2 separate regions of the Pan troglodytes genome follow, and region 1 is linked to region 2. A link is a contact called in public Hi-C data. All regions are on one chromosome and are shown on one strand. The core of a region is the stretch at or near the end of the contact, and the rest is flanking DNA. Distances in the headings are between cores, read along the strand shown. Region 1 holds the start of SNAPC5 (small nuclear RNA activating complex polypeptide 5). Region 2 holds the start of DIS3L (DIS3 like exosome 3'-5' exoribonuclease).

Region 1 (4,945 bases), core at 1,806-4,305, 200 kb after region 2:
TGTACAATACTTTTCCTTTTACAAAGGGCTTTGGTAATCCTCACCTCATATGGACTTAAAGTTTCTGAAAAAGGGCCGAGCCCAGTGGCTCACGCCTGTAATCCCAGCACTTAGGGAGGAATAGGCAGGTGGATCACCTGAGGTCAGGAGTTCGAGAACACCTTGGCCAACATGGTGAAACCCCGTCTCTACTAAATACAAAAAATTAGCCCGGCGTGGTGGCACATGCCTGTAATCCCAGCTACTTGGGAGGCTGAGACAGGAGAATCCCTTGAACCCGGGAGGCGGAGGTTGCAGTGAGCCAAGATTGCGCCACTGCACTCTAGGCTGAGCAACAAGAGCGAAACTCTGTCTCAAAAAAAAAAGATTGTGAAAAGAATGCTGAGCAGGGATTAGCATAATAACCTCCCTGGGACTTTTTTTTTTTTTTTTTAAGGCAGGGTCTCCCCATATAGTTGCATGCTGGAGTGCAGTGGCACAATCTGGGCTCTCTACAGCTTTGACCACCTGGGCTTTGGCCATCCTCCCACCTCAGTTTCCCAAGTAGCTGAACTACACTACAGGCACGCACCACCACGCTCAGCTAATTTTAATTTTTTTTTGTAAGGCCGGCCGCAGTGGCTCACGCCTGTAATCTCAGCACTTTGGAAGGCCGAGGCGGGCTGATCGCTTGAGCTCAGGAGTTCGAAACCAGCCTGGGCAACATGGTGAAACCCCGTCTCTACTAAAAATACAAAAATTAGCCGGGCGTGGTGGTGCACACCTGTAATCCCAGCTACTTGGGAAGGTGAAGCACGAGAATCGCTTGACCCAGAAGGCGGAGGTTGCAGTGAGCCGAGATCATGTCACTGCACTCCAGCCTGGGCGATACAGTGAGGCCCTGTCTCAATTTTTTGTAGAGACGAGGTATCACTATATTGCCCGGGCTGAGGGGCTGCATTAAGCACAGGTTTGGGAAGTGGCCCACGTGGGCCTAAATCCCGACTCCTCCTCAAGGCCATGGCGTCAGTAACAAGAGCCACTGGAAGCTCCAGACATTAGGACAAGTCTCTTCTCCCAGGGCCTCAGTTTCTTCCTTGGTAGCATGGGAGGATCTAGGAGTTCCTTCTGGCTTGGCAAAACTAGAGCATTTCAAGCGCCAAAACAAACTAGAAAACAGCAGCTCAGGAGGAAGGGGTCGGTGGCCAGAGGGGTCTAGGCGAGCCTTCGGGAGGGAGCACTTCCTCAGCGTGCTGTCTGAGGGCCATCAACATTTACAGGAAGCAGCAGGTAGGACTGCACTTGCCAAACACAGATCCCTGGGCCTCACCCTAGACTTGCGAGGTCAAGATTCTGAAAGATAGGGCCTAAGAAGCGCACAGCAAACTCCCCAGGTGATTCAGATACCTGTTTGTTTGTAAACCTCTAAATTGGCGCCACCACAGCTAGTGAGTAGCGGAGAACTGGCCGCAGCAGATGGTCACCACAGAGGCCCAGGTTGGGGGGAAATGGTCGCTCGGGAGGAATGGAGGAGGGGCAGGAGAGGGCCGCGGGGTCACCTTGAGGCGGTTCAGCTGGTCGTGCAGGGCTGCCTTCAACCGCAGCAGCGTCTCCTCCTCCTTGCGCAGTTCCTGAAGCCGGCTCAGCATGTTGCCTGGTCACATAGCCAACCTCCGCGCTGCTGTCGGCCCGGCACTCGGTGATGACGCCATCGCCGCCGACTCCCGGAAACCGAGCGGGGAGGCGGGGCTGCCCGACACATTGGGGAAAGGCGAGGAGTGCGCCCCCTTCCGGCGCCCGCCGTAGCCTGGCCACTCCGCGGGGGACGAGCTGCAGGAAGGGGTACAGCCTGTGTCAAAACACCTTGATTCATGAGTAATGATCAGGATTTTGAAATTAGATCCATGGAGCTGTAAAGAACCTGAAGAAATCTTGGGTTTGGCTATCCTTTAATCCGATAGGCCATTTGCGCACCAAGTGGTCAAACACCGTTTCAAATGACCGGGTGAACAGCACTTCCAACGTGGTGTGCCACCAAGTGGCTATCTTTAACCCCACAAATCCTGCACACGTGTTTGAAATCAGTAGCACATGAACTCTACTGTGTTAAGAGGCCCTGCAGGGTAGGACTCACAGTGGACTTTAAAGGGGTAAGGCTGCACAAAATAGAGAACTAAAGAGCATGAAAATAAAGCCGTGCTAAGAAACGACGTGCTTAAGAACGGAGATTTGGCCCTGGAAATGGGGAGGGTTAACAGATCACCTTGGCTGTGAACTGAGACTGTCTTGACAGTTCGAGACTGTCAGAGAGAAGCTGACAGTTTAACAATCCAGATGCAAAACAAGACTTTTTGACACAGGACAAGAGGTTAATTCTAGGGTAATATTTGCAGTTTAGCTTTATGGGTAAAAAAAAAAAAAAAAAAAAACCCTTATATCTGGAGGCATTTCATGGGTACTTCTTTTGAACACACTTGGTTAACATAATCACCAAGACACACAGGCAGTCCTGAAAAATGCTTCTAGTACTTTTCAGAGAGTCTTGCTCTGACGCCCAGGCTGGAGGGCAATGGTACAATCTTGGCTCATTGCAACCTCCACCTCCCAGGTTCAAGTGATTCTCTTGCCTCAGCCTCCAAGTAGCTGGGGTTACAGGCATGCACCATGACTGGCTATTTTTTATATTTTCAGTAGAGACGAGATTTCATCATGTTGGCCAGGCTGGTCTTGAACTCATTGGCTCAAGTGCTCTGCCCACCTTAGGGTTCCAAAGTGTTGGGATTACAGATGTGGGCCAGTGTGGCCTTCTGGCACTTTTTCAAACCATGGGTGAAAATACTCAACTCTATTGTCATAGCTGGTTAAAAAGAACACTTCTCAAGAGGTAATCAATTTTACTGCAGTACCAAAAAATTGTGCTCTCCAATTGTGCCCTCTTGTGGTTAAAGTTAAATCTTTACAGAATTTAACCTATTTTCCATCTGGTGGGGAGCTAAACTTGAACAGCCTCTGCGTTTCTGACCAAGTCCTGTTACACCTATTTTTCAAGCCACATTATTTAGAAAACCACAATTTTTTTAAATCATTCCCCTTCCACTGAACTCCATGGACTTAGTATAAATCCATGCCCCATTTTATACCACACTATATAAAATGTAACAGTCTAAATTATGGCCAACAAAATGTCACTTTAAAAAAATTCTAACCAAGCTTTACAGAGCACACCAAGTCATGTTTCTCACTGCCTGTATAATCAGGTCTTTATTCAAAAGAAGCTGTCCAAAATGATTTGACCTCTATGGAATAATCAAATTTAAGAGTTTATGCAGCAGGCTTCTTTTCCTCTGTAGTAGGTTTCTTCTCTGCAGGCTTCTTTTCAGGGGCTGGTTTCTTGGTAGCTGCTGCCTTTTTTCCCACCAGAGGCTTCTTCTGCTTCTTAACACCAACAGCAGCCTTCTTTCCTTTCTTACCTACCACAGGCTTCTTGCCTGCAACCGCCGCCTTCTCATCTGATTTGGCTTGTAGTGCCGCTGCTGCAGCAGCTGCCTTATCCACCCGGAGCTTGTGCTGCAACAAATTAGGCAGAAAACAGTAAGAATCAAACCCCTGTAAGAACTTAATGTATCAGGAAGAGAAAAACAAAAACAAAACAAAAAAACCAGCCGGGCACGGTGGCTCACGCCTGTAATCCCAGCACTTTGGGAGGCCGAGGCAGGTGAATCACCTGAGGTCAGGAGTTTGAGACCAGCCTAACCAATATAGTGAAACCCCGTCTCTACTGAAAATACAAAAATTAGCCGGACATGGTGGCGTGTGCCTGTAGTGCCAGCTACTTGGGAGGCTGAGACAGAAGAACTGCTTGAACCTGGTACGTGGAGGTTGCAGTGAGCTGAGATCACGCCATTGCACTCCAGCCTGGGTGACAGAGCGAGATTCCGACTCAAAAACAAACAAACAAAAACCCCACTCACATTCCTGGCCTGGCGAAGAATGGTGTTCCGGCGCATGGTCTTTGCATATGGGTTTAGCTTCAACATGATTCTCAAGTTTTTCAGTGGGTTCTTCTTTAGGACTCTGCGATGGATCTTCTTGCTATAAAAAGGCAGATACTGTATCAACATTTTACTTAACATTATACACATACAAATTTTTGAAACAACCTATAGGGTTGGGGCGAGAATTACACTCTAAGTATCACTTTACCGTGGTGCTCGAAGGGCTCTTTGGATCTCTGGGCTTTTCAAGATTCTGCTAAGATCTGTATTAATCATCTTGTGCATGGGAAGACTGAAAGGGAAAAGATTGACATGTACATGTAAAAGTAATCAACCAAAGAACAGGAAGCTCAACTGAAGCTTTATTTTTAACCACTATGCTCTCCAAAATATCTACTACACTATCACTTCTCATAAACATGGACCAGGCCGGGTGTGGTGGCTCACCCCTATAATCCCAGCACTTGGGGAGGCCGAGGCGGGTGGATCACCTAAGGTCAGGAGTTCCAGACCAGCCTGGCCAACATGGTAAAACCCCAACTCTACAATTAGCCGGGTGTGGTGGCACACGCCTGTAGTCCCAGGTACTTGGGAGGCTGAGACAGGAGAACTGCTTGAACCCGGGAGGCGGAGGCTGCAGTAAGCCACGATCACACCACTACACTCCAGCGTGGGTGAGACAGAACAACTCTGTCTCAAAAACAAAACAAAAAACCAAAAATATAGACCAGGTGAGTCTCATTTTGGCATACTGTTGCTGCACATAAGGGGAAATGGGAATAAATTTAGAAAACATGTAAGCCAATTCTGAATGTTAATATCCACAATATAAACATCTGTGCTTAGTATATGAAAGATACTTACTTGTAGTTACTCTTGAGGGAAGCGGCTTTACGCCAAGTGCCATACAATTCATCTAACTTCCGGAAAGCACTTTCAGTCCAAATGCAGAAACGTCCCACATGCCCACC
Region 2 (4,848 bases), core at 1,829-4,328:
AACACTTTGGGAAGCCGAGGCAGGCGGGATCATCTGAGGTCAGGAGTTCGAGACCAGCCTGGCCAACATGGTGAAACTTCATCTCTACTAAAAACACAAAAATTAGCTGGGCATGGTGGCTTGCGCCTGTAGTCCCAGCAACTCGGGAGGCTGAGGCAAGACAGTCGCTTGAACCCAGGAGGCAGAGGTTGCTGTGAGCCAAGATTGCACCACTGCACTAGAGCTTGGGCCACTCCGTCTCAAAAAAAAAAAAGAGAGAGAATCCACTGTGGATGCTCCTGGGTCAAAGGCAGCAGCGCTCTGCTGTGAACAGTCCCTCAGGGACCCAAGTTGATGAGGGGCCTGCCATCTCTAATGCTGGCTCTCAAAATCCCCTGGGCATTGGTCTCCAGCTGGTAGAACAGGAAAAGGAGCATGCATGGGAGGTTTTTATGGGCCAGGCCTGGAAATGGTGCCATTATATTCCGCCAGCTAGAACTCAGTCACATGGCCATACCTGGGTATCTGCAAGGCAAGCTAGGAAATGTCATTTATCTCCGTCCCCAGAGAAAAAGAGGGCATGGATTTGGCAAACAGAGAGCCAGAACCAGTCTCTGCCACAAGAAATCACATATTTACACTGAAGAGTTGTGATAAAGATTAGAGATAATGTGGTGATATATCCTTGGCCTACGGGGTCATGGAGTTTGGGAAAGACACATCAAATGTGAAAAGAGGTGAGCAGCAGTAGAATGCCCAAGCAGAGACCAGATAGTGGGCTGAGCTGGAGTAGTCACAAGCAACAAAGGTTAAGGTGCTGGCAGAGCAGACTGACTCATTTAGGGATAAGGGATTTGAGCTAGGTCACTCAGGTAGTCACTGATGCTGTTCACCAAAGGGCTTCAGTGCTCTGCCTTCAGGTCATGAGGCGGCACACACTTCCTGCCCCACCCACCCCTATTGTGTGGTCAATAGGCAGAATTGAAATGTGTCACTTCTGGACTGAGCTTTTAATTGCTGGGATGAGACTCTCTGGGGGACTTTTTTCCTTTGCCAATGACCACAGTCTGTGTTCCAGAGAGGGCCTGCTCTATCAGCCTGGGTCCTGGAAAAGGGCACAGAGCAGAGCCTCTTGGTGCCTAGGCAACATCTTGTCATTTTAAGTCGCTGAGATTTTTTTGTTTGTTTTTCTGAGACGGAGTTTTGCTCTTGCTGCCCAGGCTGGAGTGCAATGGCATGATCTTGGCTCACTGCAACCTCCACCTCCCAGGTTCAAGAGATTCTCCTGCCTCAGCCTCCCAAGTAGCTGGGATTACAGGCATGTGCCACCACGCCCGGCTAATTTTTGTATTTTTAGTAGAGACGAGGTTTCTCCATGTTGGTCAGGCTGGTCTCGAACTCCTGACCTCAGGTGATCTGCCCTCCTAGGCCTCCCAAAGTGCTGGGATTACAGGCGTGAGCCACCGCACCTGGCCAAGTCACTGAGATTTTTAAAGTTGCATATTACCACAGCATAAACTGGCTTATTCTTACAAGTATAGACACTTTTTTTCAGGCAAGAGGCATCAGATGGCCTGTGAGGCAAACCAACCAACCAACCAACAAAAAGGCACTCTTGTCCATTTTGGCTCATTAGTTCCAAGAATTAAGGAATCATGCTTTTTAAAACATAATTTATACATTATCGCCAAAATGCAAGCAAAGGAAGTGCTTAATGGACCTTGAATTATTTAAAATACTAATAAAGCCAACTTTCAATAGAACTTCAGACACACTCTCTTCCTTAAAAGATCATTTGTCCCAATTTGAAGAAAGTTTAAAGCTACCAAGTGCTAAAGAGCGATGTTATGGGCATATTAGTATCTAATCAACACCCCCCCGCCCCATAACCTGGTACAATCAGAAATAAAAGAAAAATGAACATGAGGGAGCTTTGGAGGGAACTGTGGTCAGCTGCATGGAACATATTTATGTAGGGGACAAATCTGGCAACTTGACTGTCCTCTGGGCTGTCCAGAACTGACTTCCTGAATTAGGGACAGCCTCCTGCACTGCTGGTTGCCTTACAGGCCAGCTCTGTGCTGTTTTCCTAATTCGTGCAATTCCACCTCAGATCTCATTCACATCAGCTCACACTGCAGGGTAACTTGACATGGAAGTACAATGAGTGGGAGATCGTGGCTCTCTTTAATGCATTCCTGTAGAGTGACAAGAGCCATCCAACAGAGCATCCTCAGTTCTGCCTGCTTCAGCATCAGAGGAAGTCTGATGTTTCCAGCCAGCTGGTTGAGCTGCCTTAACTGGAGCTCACCAAGCAGACTATAAAGTCTCTAAATGCAGGACCTGTATTTTACTCATCTCTGAATAGCATGGTAATTACTTACGAGCCTCCTTGGAATTCAGTCATTCTGGCTTGAATATTGATCCCACCACTTAATAACTGGGTAACCTTGGCCACTTAACCTAATGCCCCACTCCTTTGACTTGTTGTGGAAATTAAATGGGACACGTATACAAAGCTGCTAGTGCAGCTCAAAAGTCTTAGTTGAGTGCTTGGAAGAAGAGTGGATTCTATCCCATCAAGGGTGTGTGATCTCAGAAGAGACTGTGTGCATCTCTTTATCAAGAGCTACAGGCTGGGCGTGGTGGCTTACGCCTGTAATCCCAGCACTTTGGGAGGCTGAGGTGGGAGAATTACCTGAGCCCAGGAGTTTGAGACCAGCCTGGGTAACATAGTGAGACACTCCCATCTCTACAAAAAAAAAAAAAGAAAAAAAAAAAAAAAAAAAAAGCTAGGCGTGGTGGAGAAGATCGCTTGTGCCCAGAAGTTCGGGGGCTGCAGTGAGCCATGATCATGCACTACACTCCAGCCTGAGTGACACAGCAAGACCCCGTCCAAAAAAAAAAGTTATTAATACAAACATGTACGTTTGTGATTGTGTCACAGTGGCAGTTTAAAGGAGAAATCCTTTGCCAGAGGCTGCAAAAGCTATAAAAGTTGGAGTGGAACAGTGCTTCAAGGGAAGAGATTGGTTTTCATTTTATCTGCATTGTTTGATTATAAGTACATGATAACTTCAATAGGGATACCAAAACAAATAAATAAATTTTAAAAAGAACATGAAAGGCCGGGCGCAGCAGCTCACACCTATAATCCCAACACTTTGGGAGGCCGAAGCAGGTGGATCGCCTGCGACCAGCCGGGCCAACAAAGCAAGACCTGCCCCCCTCACCCTCCCATCTCTACAAAAAAAGAAAAAAACTTTTTAAAAAGTACATGTAACTTAAAATGAATATAACTATTTAGAAATGTTCGGCTGTCAGGGTTGCCGGCTTATGTGCTGAGCCTTTTACCTCGTTTGGAGATAGCGAGAGCAACGAAGAGAAAACATTAATTACCCGGTATTAGTATTAATACGGCGACTCCATTCCCACATGGACCTGGGGGGGACAAACAAAGTCTCCTAATCTTGGACAGCTGCGCCCAGCCCTTCTTCACCTGCCGTCCAGGTATCATCCTAGTCTTCCCTCCGTCTCTGGGGTAGGTCGTTTCCACCCCTCCGCCCTGGTCCAGGCCACTGAGGGAAGGGAAGAAACTGAGGCCGGGAGGGCCGGGCCCCAGCCTGGAGCGTGTAGCTCCGGGCCTCCCCCGGGCGCGGCAGTTACGGCGGTTCCGGAGCCGCGGCGCCCAGGGCCGAGGGGCGGGTCCGAGGCCGCGGCCTTGCCTCCGCCGCGCCCGCCACTCCGCGGCCTCCGGGAGACACGCCGCCATGCTGCAGAAGAGGGAGAAGGTGCTGCTGCTGAGGACATTTCAGGGCCGCACGCTGCGGATCGTGCGCGAGCACTACCTGCGGCCCTGCGTGCCCTGCCACAGCCCGCTCTGCCCGCAGCCCGCCGCCTGCAGCCACGGTCAGGGCCGGGGCGGGGGCGGGGACGGGGCCGGCGGGAGCGGGCGGCCGCAGTGAGGGGTTGAGCGCGGCCCGGAGGCGGAGCGCCAGCGGCGGGGACACGGAGGCGTAGGCCCCGCGGCCTGCGCCCGCTCGCCGGCCTCACCCCCTGCCCTCTGCCGGTCGGGACCCAGCGGCCCGGGTCCGCGGCTTCTGGGGCCCCCGGGACTCCCCGACTGCTCCGCCCTGTCCAATGGGAGGTCCCGACAGACCCGCACCCCATGCCGGAGGCTGGGTGGTTTGGCTCCTCAGAGGGGCCCGAGGGCGCGGAAGCCGAGGCCTCCTCCCGCCGCAACCTCGCGCCGTGGAGAAATGGGGAGGTCCCGAGCTGGGAGCCCCCGAGCTGGGAGCCCCCGGGAGCTACCGGCCAGCTGCTGCCGCTGCGAAGCTGACATCGCCTGCTTTGCAGCCACAGGTTTCCTGACCTGCCCGCACTGGTGCCCCAGACTTTTCCCCCAGTGGAGAGCCACTTCACAGTAGATTTGTGAACTCTCTGGGCCCGCACTGCAGAGGAAGGTCACGGGGAAGTTGGACTGGGGACTCCTGGGCCCCAGTCCTTGGTTTCTAGGCCGCAAGGGTGGCCGATAGAACGATGCACGTTACTGGCTCTCTTCCCCCATGGGAGGATGAGCATGGGCTGGGGGTCCTTGTCAGCGAATGTGCGGAATCCTCCAAACATTGTGATTAAGGTGAACATTTCAGTTAGAGCTTGGCTAACCAGCTCTCAGATGCGGGTCTGGTAGGAAACCCCACCTCTGCACGTTGCTTGCACGGAGCATTTTCTCTGTTCAATCTTTCTGGCCCTTGGAGGCTGCTGAGCACGTGCAGAAGCTTGACACAGAGCCAACTTTAAATTGCTGGGCATCATACACAAGTGGTATAAATGTGGGGGTGCTTCATTTGAATGTGTTTGTCAATGATG

The links. A called contact is a pair of places that touch in the nucleus more often than the background predicts.
Region 1: a contact with region 2 is called in a Hi-C map of stem cell-derived neural progenitor cells, with 6 times the contacts expected there. The contact joins the promoter of SNAPC5 here to the promoter of DIS3L in region 2. A contact is called at or near these places in 1 of 7 Hi-C or Micro-C datasets (stem cell-derived neural progenitor cells) and 1 of 1 datasets of contacts at active chromatin or transcription factors (stem cell-derived excitatory neurons).

The regions. Positions count from the first base shown.
Region 1 is chr16:58,490,247-58,495,191 of NHGRI_mPanTro3-v2.0_pri, forward strand. It overlaps SNAPC5 (small nuclear RNA activating complex polypeptide 5), which reads right to left and starts at 3,056. Exons shown (of 5, transcript XR_008539621.2): 1 at 1,539-3,056. It overlaps RPL4 (ribosomal protein L4), which reads right to left. Exons shown (of 10, transcript XM_016928400.4): 7 at 4,839-4,945; 8 at 4,183-4,266; 9 at 3,951-4,071; 10 at 3,214-3,546. The coding sequence ends at 3,301.
Region 2 is chr16:58,292,280-58,297,127 of NHGRI_mPanTro3-v2.0_pri, forward strand. It overlaps DIS3L (DIS3 like exosome 3'-5' exoribonuclease), which reads left to right and starts at 3,079. Exons shown (of 17, transcript XM_001174666.8): 1 at 3,079-3,520. LOC134808548 (a long non-coding RNA gene) reads right to left here and starts at 3,639. Exons shown (of 3, transcript XR_010151761.1): 1 at 3,379-3,639.